Regions from separate parts of the Macaca mulatta genome. Here region 1 is linked to region 2. Evidence: chromatin contacts called from public Hi-C data. All regions are on one chromosome and are shown on one strand. Each heading gives the region's core, a stretch centred on a gene start, on an enhancer-like site or on the middle of the called end of the contact. The rest is flanking DNA. Distances are from core to core; before and after follow the strand shown. Region 1 holds the start of MEX3A (mex-3 RNA binding family member A). Region 2 holds the start of PMF1 (polyamine modulated factor 1).

Region 1 (4,483 bases), core at 1,395-3,894, 130 kb after region 2:
GTGCCAGGCTCACATCTGCTGTGAAGGAAATTTGTCTGGAGTCCCAGTGGGACCCTGAGGGTGGACATTAACTTACCCAGAGGACTGATTCATTCTTGTTGGTGGATCAGGGATGAAGTGGGTCCAGTAGGGACCCTGCCTCGCCCGCCCCACCTTTCAGTCAGCCCCTTCCCCATTCAGCAGCTGACCCCCTCCCCACTCATACATATTTGTTTCTGCCCTTTGTTTTCCTCCCTGGCCAAATCCCCAAGGCTTCTTTGGTGATTAACCTCCTGCTTTAATTAGCTTAGTGGGGAGGAAAGCAGAGGCAGGGCAAGTTCAGGGTGGGAGTCTGGGGGGAATCTCATTTCAGTGGGGACAGGAAGGCTCAGCCCAGCTGGTGGCCCCACAAAAATGCCTAGCACACAGTAAGTCCTATGCAACTGTTTGCTATTTCTATTAATGTGAAAGAGAGTCACGTGGTCCACAAAGCAAAAACTTTCTCCCAAAGAGACCCCATGGTCCCCAGTACCACAGTCTCTGCAATCCAGGTTCCTGGGACAGAAGGACGGGACAAGAGGCAGAAACAGACCACTCTCTAGGACCTTGTCTCTCCAATTCTTCCTCTTTCACTCTTGCTTGGTGGAAGTAGCATCAAATCCCACAATAAGGTTTACTGTTGATCTTATGTTAAATCCCCAGTCCAGGGGGCAAACTTCCCCAACTCCAGGGCCCTCCCGGGTTCCTCAGTCAAGGTTCTCCTTCCCTGGATCTTCTGCCTAGCAAAGGAAAAAAAGCCCTGCAATGTGCCAACTCCGCTCCCCCCGCCCCCACAAACCCACCCCTTCTGAGATCCTCAGCTCAGGTTCCAGCACTCCCATTAGTGTGCAAACTCACTCTTTCCAAGGAACAGTTTAGGGAACTGGGCTAAACAGCTCAGCCCTCAAGGCCCCACATTGCTAAGTCTGTGAAGTCAATTCATCTGTTCCCTTGCCTCTCAGCAGGACTTTACCTTACAAACTAGTTCAGATTTTTGTTTTTCAAGTCACTCTAGAAAAGGACACCTTACCACTGTGGCTCACCCACCCACTGTTATAAAACTCTTTATGGAAGTTCTTCTTAAAGTCTGACCTCGAGCCCTCAAGCTGCAGTGCCATCCCTTCTTCCCTTGGGAAAGATCCAGACACAAAAAGGGTGATATAAAATAAATGCAGAAGATACGGGGTAAAGGGAGAAGAAAAAATTGCATTACACTCCACCTTCCTGAAACTCTAAAAGTGCCTAATTCTCCAAGCCTTAGAAACTTCATTCTCACCGAATTTCCGGAGTCAAACGGGAGTGAATGGTTCTGTGTGTGTGTGTAGGCGGAGGCCGGAGTCTCACTGGAATGCAGTGGCAGGATCTAGGCTCACTGCAACCTCCGCCTCCCGGGTTCAACCAATTCTCCTGTCTCAGCCTCCTGAGTAGCTGGGACTACAGGCGCCTGCCACCATGCTCGTCTAGTTTTTGTATTTTTAGTGGAGACGGGGTTTCACCTTATTGGTCAGGTTGGTCTCGAACTCCTGACCTCAGGTGATCCACCTGCCTCTGCCTCCCAAGGTGCTGGGGTTACAGGCGTGAGCCACCGCGCCCGGCCCTGAATAGGTTTTCAGTGGGAGAGGGGTGGAGGAAACAGAGTGGAAATTACGATGAGTGCTAAAGAACAGATCACCCCAAGCTGTATTCACAGCCCAGGCCTGAAGGAAGTCTGGGTTCCCAGTCCATCCTGGTCTCTCCTCCCTCCTTCTGTCACACCCAAAGCTCAAGGCCCTCACCCCAAACGGTTAAGTCACCCCAGGCCTTTAAGACTTTTCCTGCCTCCCCACTCTCCGTCCGACTCCCACTTCTATCCCTCCACTCTGTCAACCTCCGCACCTCATCACTCCACCGCCCTCCCGACCCCCTCCACCGAGCAGAAGGACGTGAACTAACTCACCTCCCAGTCGGTGCCTCTGAGATCTCCGAGACTGGGGGGGGCGGGGGACGGACGAGGGGAGATGGCTTGCTGCTTAGGGATGAGGGGACCCCATCCTTTGCCAGGGGGTTGCAGCCCCAGCCTGGCACCCCTTCCTGGCCCCCACAATGCGCAGAGCCCAGCTCTCCCCCCATCGCTGCTGCGGGCTTTGTCTTCTCGGCCGAGAACCTTTCCCCGCGGCCGGGCTCCGGGATCGACTCTGGGAGAGCGGGAGGGGGAAGCGGAGAGGGAGCGCGGCAGGGAGGGGGGAGAGGGGAGCGGGAGAAAGCCGCAGTGAGCGAGCGGGGACAGCTCCCCGCCCCCCCCCCTCATTTCCATAAAAAAGCGGGCCCCCAGGACTGGCCGGCGCGGGGAAGGAGCGGGTCCTGGGAGGGGGCGCGCGGCGTTAGCCAGCTTCAAAGCCGCTCCGTTTCCGCATACTACCCCTTCTCCCCTCACCCTCCCCTTACAAAATTAGGGACCTCGACTTCCATCCCACCCCTAGCTTGCCCGGGAGCTGCGAGGAAAGACCGAAGGGCACTATCCTCGGGTCAAGGAATTTGTCCCCGCGCCCCCAAGGGCGGGAAACTACAACTCCCGGCATGCCCCGGGCGCCCCCGGCGCGCCCCCCTCCCGTCAGTTCCATGCTGCTCCATCCAGTTCATTTAAAACAAAAGAGTTTGAGCGCTGGAAGGGGCTGGGCTCTATTGGGGGCCACTGAGCGCCGCTCCCGGACTGGGGCTCGGTGCGGGAGCCTAACGGGGGCGCCTGGACGGCGGGGGCTAGAGACTCCCAGGTCCGAGGCGGGAGGGGTGGGGGCAGAGATCCTGCAGCCCCCCGCCCCCCGTCACCCCCGGAGAGGAGAGGAGATCTGCTTTCTTGGTTTTGCTTCTCTTTCCCCCCACCCCCACCCCGGGGGCTGGGGCGAGGGGAGTCGGGTTACAGGGTGTTTGGGGAGGGGGGCTTAGGGGGAGGGTCTATCTTTCTATCTCGCTTTCTTCCCCCCTCCCCAGTTCTTTGTTCCCCCCTCCCCACACACCCCCTCCTCTCCTCTCCCCTCCCCTCCTCTCTCCTCTTTTCCCTTCCACCACCTCTCTCTCTCTCTCTCCCTCTCTCTCTCCCCCAGCTTTTGTTTCGCCATGCCTAGTCTAGTGGTATCTGGAATAATGGAAAGAAATGGGGGCTTTGGAGAACTAGGATGTTTCGGGGGAAGCGCTAAGGACCGAGGGCTGCTGGAAGACGAGCGCGCCCTTCAGCTGGCTCTCGATCAACTCTGCCTCCTGGGTTTGGGGGAGCCCCCCGCCCCCACGGCGGGCGAGGACGGGGGAGGTGGGGGGGGCGGCGCCCCCGCGCAGCCGGCCGCCCCCCCGCAGCCGGCCCCGCCGCCGCCGCCCGCGGCGCCCCCGGCCGCCCCGACGGCGGCCCCCGCGGCGCAGACGCCCCAGCCCCCCACCGCCCCCAAAGGGGCGAGCGACGCCAAGCTCTGCGCTCTCTACAAAGAGGCCGAGCTGCGCCTGAAGGGCAGCAGCAACACCACGGAGTGTGTTCCGGTGCCCACCTCCGAGCACGTGGCCGAGATCGTGGGCAGGCAAGGTAAGCGGGGCGCCGGGACCACTGAGAGGGACTGTAGTGGGGGCACTCCGTCCCTAGCGCGGAAAGTTCATTTCTTCCCTTCTTGCCCGCCTCCGGCTCTGTCCCTTCCCCACAAAGAGAGACCCGCCCCCTACCCTGATTTCCAAGTGCCACAAAGTTCCCAGCTACCCCTAGTCGGGACGGTTCTCCAGATCTTTCCTCCCCCAGAGCTCTGCCCTTAAACAAAGAAATATCCTCGCACTGGAAGAGGGAAAGGGGAGGGGATCGGTCTCCCAATCCAGGGAGGCTGTCCGGAGGGGGTGTCCACTCCTAACCAGAAAAACTGACGGAATGTGCAAAGAGTTACTCAGAAGCCTGTACTCTGATATCTGCTCCTACGTTGGGGAGGGGGCACCCCTGGGGCCCCCAGCCGCCTGGAGTTACAGACTTTGGGGGAGACCTGGCCCTCGAAGCCAGACTGAGTATCTGTCTCTTTGTTGGGCTGAGTGTAGGAATGGAAGGGGGTGTGGCCCAGGGGAGGGTCCCAGCCTGGGGAAGAGGCGGTGAGGGGGGCTGCTGAGAGGAGGGGGTCCTGTGGTCACCCACACACCAAAGTTGGACTGTCTCTGGGGTTTTGGAAGGGGTGTCTCCAAGGAAGTGCTACGTCCTGGCTTGGACCTCTCCTCTTCCCTCTCTGGCTTTTGTTCTGGGCTGGCCACGGCCTTGGGCCAGAGGCCTAGAGAGGGGTCTCTGGTAGTGAAAGAGTAGGACAGGGCAGGAGGGGGAATGCTGGGGGGCAAGAAACCTTCACCTGGAAATTTGGTGGAGGGCGTGTGTCTGGGTCTGTTGGGAGGGGGTGCAGAATTAATCCAGCGTAGTATGTCTGGTACCACACCCTCTGCTGCTCCAGCATCCCTGGGTGGGTGGGTGGGGGTGTTG
Region 2 (4,237 bases), core at 1,599-4,098:
GGAGAACTGCTTGAACCCGAGAGGCGGAGGTTGCAGTGAGCCGAGATCATGCCACCACACTCCAGCCTGAACAACAGAGCAAGACCTTGTCTCAAAAATAAATAAGTAAATAAATAAATAAATAAATGGGCCGGGCACTGTGGCTCATGCCTGTAATCCCAGCACTCTGGGAGGCTGAGGTGGGAGGATCACTTGAGCCTCAGAGTTTGAGACCAGCTTGAGCAACATAGCAAGACCTCATCTCTAAAAGAAATATAAATAAATAAATAAATAAATGGGGGACATATAACTAAGAGAAAGTGGGGGCTGTGAGAGGGGAGACAAGGGCAAGAATGAGTAGGGAAAAATAAATACAACAAGGGAGGGACTGTGCCAGAATATATGATGATGACATGCCATGATTGGTTCATAAAAGTGATTACAAATTATTTTATCAAATTCATTATTATGGCAAACTAGGCCCTGCATGATAAAGCTGTCACCTGCCTCTCCAGCCTCATTTCATTTTACTCTGATCACTACGCTGTAGCCAAGGAGGTCTCTGCCAGTTCCTGGAATATCTGATCACCTCAGGGACTTTGCACAGGCTGTCCCCTTTGCCTATACACTCTTTCTGTAATTCTTCAAAAAGGTGGTTCTGGCTAGGTGTGGTGGCTCATGCCTGTAATCCCAGCACTTTGGGAGGCAGACGTGAGTGGATCGCTTGAGCTCAGGAGTTTGAGACCAGCCTGGCCAACATGGTGAAACCCTGTGTCTGCTAAAAATACAAAAATTAGCTGGCCGTGGTAGCAGGCACTGGGAGGCTGAGGGAGGAGAATCACTTGAACCGGGAGGTGGAGGCTGCAGTGAGCTGAGATGGAGCCACTGCACTCCAGCCTGGGCAACAGAGCTAGACGCTGCCTCAAAATAACAATAATAATAATAATTATTATTATTATTATTATTTGGTTCTTTCTCATCCTTCAAGATTCAGCTGAAATGTCACTTCTCAGAATGGGCGTCCCAACCAAACTATCTAGTGGTATCATTACCTGTTCACATCTTTTTTTTTTTCTTTTTTAGAGGCATGGTCTTGCAATGTCACCTAGGCTGGAGTGCAATGGGGCTATTATTACTCACTGAAGCCTCAAACTTCCAGGGTCAAATGATCCTCTTGCCTCAGCCTCCCAAAGCACTGGGATTACAGGCATGAGTCACTATGCCTGGCCTTATCATCTTACCAGGCTATGCGATGATGTTGTTGGTGTCTCCACCCATTGAATGCAAGCTCCAAAAAGACAAGAGGCCTTGTCTGCCTCATGGTATCCCCAGCACCTGACACAGAAAAGGCACTCAAATATTTGATGAGTCATGAGTGAAAAGAGAGATCATTAATTATGTGTAGGAAAGGTAAAGTGCTGAACCCAGGAGGAATGGACTGGGAATAAATGAGAGTCCTGATGAAGCCAAAGACCAGAGAAGTGGGGACAGAGAGGGCTAGAGGAGGAGAGGCTGTGGTCAGGGCCCCGAACTCCCAGGAGCGTTTCAACCCTGATGTGCAGGGGTGGTGGGATCATGGGCAAAACTCTTGAATCATATACACTGTATAAAAGTCAGGGCCGGGCGCAGTGGCTCACGCCTGTAATCCTGGTACTTTGGGAGGCCAAGGCGGGTGGATCACAAGGTCAGGAGTTCGAGACCAGCCTGGCCAACATGGTGAAACTCTGTCTCTACCAGTAAAGATACAAAAACTTGGCAGGGCGTGGTCGTGGGCGCCTGTAATCCCAGCTACTTGGGAAGCTGAGGCAGGGGAATAATTTGAACCCGGGAGGCGGAGGTTGCAATGAGCCGAGATCGCACCATTGCACTCCAGGCTGGGCGACAGGGCGAGACTCCGTCTCAAAAAATAAAAATAAAAATAAATAAAATAAAAGTCGAGACAGGAAAAATGTTTCTTTTCATGTTAACACATTTAGTCCTGGCAATCTCCCAGTGAAGAAGATATTCTCATAATAGCTAACAAATATTTCTATGTGGCAGGTCTTGTCCTAGGCGCCTTAGGTGTATTTACTCATATCAAAACGACCCTATGAGAAAGGTACTATTGTTGCCATTTGACTGATAAGGAGCCGAAGTGGGACAGGGGGCTTACGTCTTGCTCACATAGTGGTGGGCCGCGACTTAAACCCTGATCTGTAGACGGGCGCGGTAGCCCGAGCCTGTAGTCCCGGCTACTTGGGAAGCTGTGGCGGGAAGATCGCTTGAGCCCAGGAGTTCGAGACTGCAGTGATCACGCCACTGCACTCCAGCCTGGGCGACAGCGCAAGGCCCTATCTCAAAGATTAAAAAAAAACAAACTCTGCTCTAATTTGCAATAGCTCTATCTTTCCTCCCAGCCATCTGAAGTTTTAGTGAAAACGGGGCTTCCTGGAGGAAGGAGTAGCTAGCTATCCCGGTCCGCTACAGATTATCAGTGCGTGAATACCCTGAGTCCTTCGGCTCAGAATTTGACTGGGTCGCCTGGTCCGACTGCCCCGCCCCCGCCCCCGCCCCGCCCCCGCCCCCGCCCCCGCCCCCGCCCCCGCCCTGGGCCTACGTGACCGCGCGCCGGCCTGCGGCCGTCCTGATCTCGCGGGATTTGAGCTTCCGTGCGGACAAACCCTCCCACCGCGGCTCCCTCCGCTTTACCTGCCGGCGGCGACCAGCTTCTGAAGAAAAGTGTCCACCATGGTGTCGAGGAGCTTCACCCTCGAAATGGTAGTGCCGGGTGGCACAGACTGTGGAGACGACCTCTCATGCCTTTTTTCCTCACAGCCGCCGCCTAGATTGGCGCTACTTGCTTCGGCCATGTTGAAGTTGAACCGCCAAATGTAACTGGCCCGGCCTCCCCGCCCGCCGGAGCTCCCGATTGGCCGCTCCCGCGACGGGCGCCTCCGATTGGAAGCGGTAGAACGTCTGTCACCGAGCAGGGCGGGGGCGGGAAAGTCATCGGAGGCTGAGGGTCGCAGAAAGGCGAGGCTTCGCGCGGTGGGATGTCCGCGACCCGAAAAATATGCGCAAGCGAAAGCTCGGGAGCTCAATAAAAACTTTTAATTACACTTCAGAGACTTCGTACAGTGCAACAGTGAATATTCACTGTTAATATTCACAAGAGTCCATTTCATCAAACGTTCAGAGTCTGCCTTTTCATTCTCAATGCTCCAATCAGGTTTCCCGTCTTGGCCAGTCTCCCAGAGGTTTCTTTTAGCTTTGGTTACCGACCAAAACTCCAGTTTAGGGAGAATGGAAGTCCACAGTCCCATTCCCCACCAAAACATATTTCAGTCAAACCCAATCCCAGTCCCTAAAGAATTAGGAAAGTATGGGCCAAGGGTCCCTTTAATTATACACACATCACCCTTAAAACTGCGTGTGTGTACGAGAAACAAAGAATAAAACACAAGAGGGGCTGTAAAATACTGCACAAGACAACAAAACAGAAGGAAAGTCTTGGGGGAGAAACACTAAGACGCGAGTGGCAGGATCCTACCTCCCGTCCGTGACACTTTCCCCACTGTGCCATGGTGGGGAAGGACTGAAGTCTCTAGGGTCTCTAGAGGTCTTGCTAGGATGAGCTTAAAGACATGGTGGGGGAGGGGGCCCCACTGCTTCCATTATATTTGTGGTTCTCAGAGTAAAGCGGTGAGGAGGGGCAGGAAGATTCAGAATGACTGGTGGGTCCAACCCTTTGGATGTGAACATTCCTGGATAGAAACTGGAGGACTCTCTTGACAAAGTGCAGGAAGGGATTAACAAAAATAAAATCAAGTGAAAGGGAAAAACCCTCAATGAGATCAAGATGGACAGTGGTGGTGGGGAAGGTAGAGAATGGTTTTCACAACCTGTTCTGGCCAGGGTGGAAGAATGTGCAGCAGCCATGAAGAAATATCAAGGCTTCAGGTAGCTAGCACCTTTCAAATTGGCACCATGGCCTTTCCCAGGGGGTGGGACCAATAGAGTTTGGAGGATCATCCAGGTCAAACGTCTCAGGTAGAAATGCAGGGTTTGACATGCCTTCTCTATTTGCTGCACCTCTCTACCTGCAACACAGGCTCGGGGGGAGTAGCAGTAGGGAGGATGAGGCAGGGAAGAAGGAGCACTCCTCTTCTAGCTCCTGAGAGCATCAGATAATTTTGGCAGTATCAGGCTGGTAAATGCAGTGGTCCTTGTATTGGGTGACTTTCTGAACTGCTCTTTATGTTCTTCCAGTATCCCTCCA

The links. A called contact is a pair of places that touch in the nucleus more often than the background predicts.
Region 1: a Hi-C map of fetal cortex germinal zone shows a contact between it and region 2, with 2.3 times the contacts expected there. The contact joins the promoter of MEX3A here to the promoter of PMF1 in region 2. A contact is called at or near these places in 5 of 14 Hi-C or Micro-C datasets (CD4 T cells, cortical neurons, fetal cortex germinal zone and 2 more).

The regions. Positions count from the first base shown.
Region 1 is chr1:110,850,970-110,855,452 of T2T-MMU8v2.0, forward strand. It overlaps MEX3A (mex-3 RNA binding family member A), which reads left to right and starts at 2,645. Exons shown (of 2, transcript XM_015111858.3): 1 at 2,645-3,565. The coding sequence starts at 3,112. It also overlaps a transcript of LMNA not described here.
Region 2 is chr1:110,719,853-110,724,089 of T2T-MMU8v2.0, forward strand. PMF1 (polyamine modulated factor 1) reads right to left here and starts at 2,849. Exons shown (of 3, transcript XM_077944989.1): 1 at 2,668-2,849. The coding sequence starts at 2,828. SLC25A44 (solute carrier family 25 member 44) reads right to left here. Exons shown (of 4, transcript NM_001260572.2): 4 at 3,049-4,237.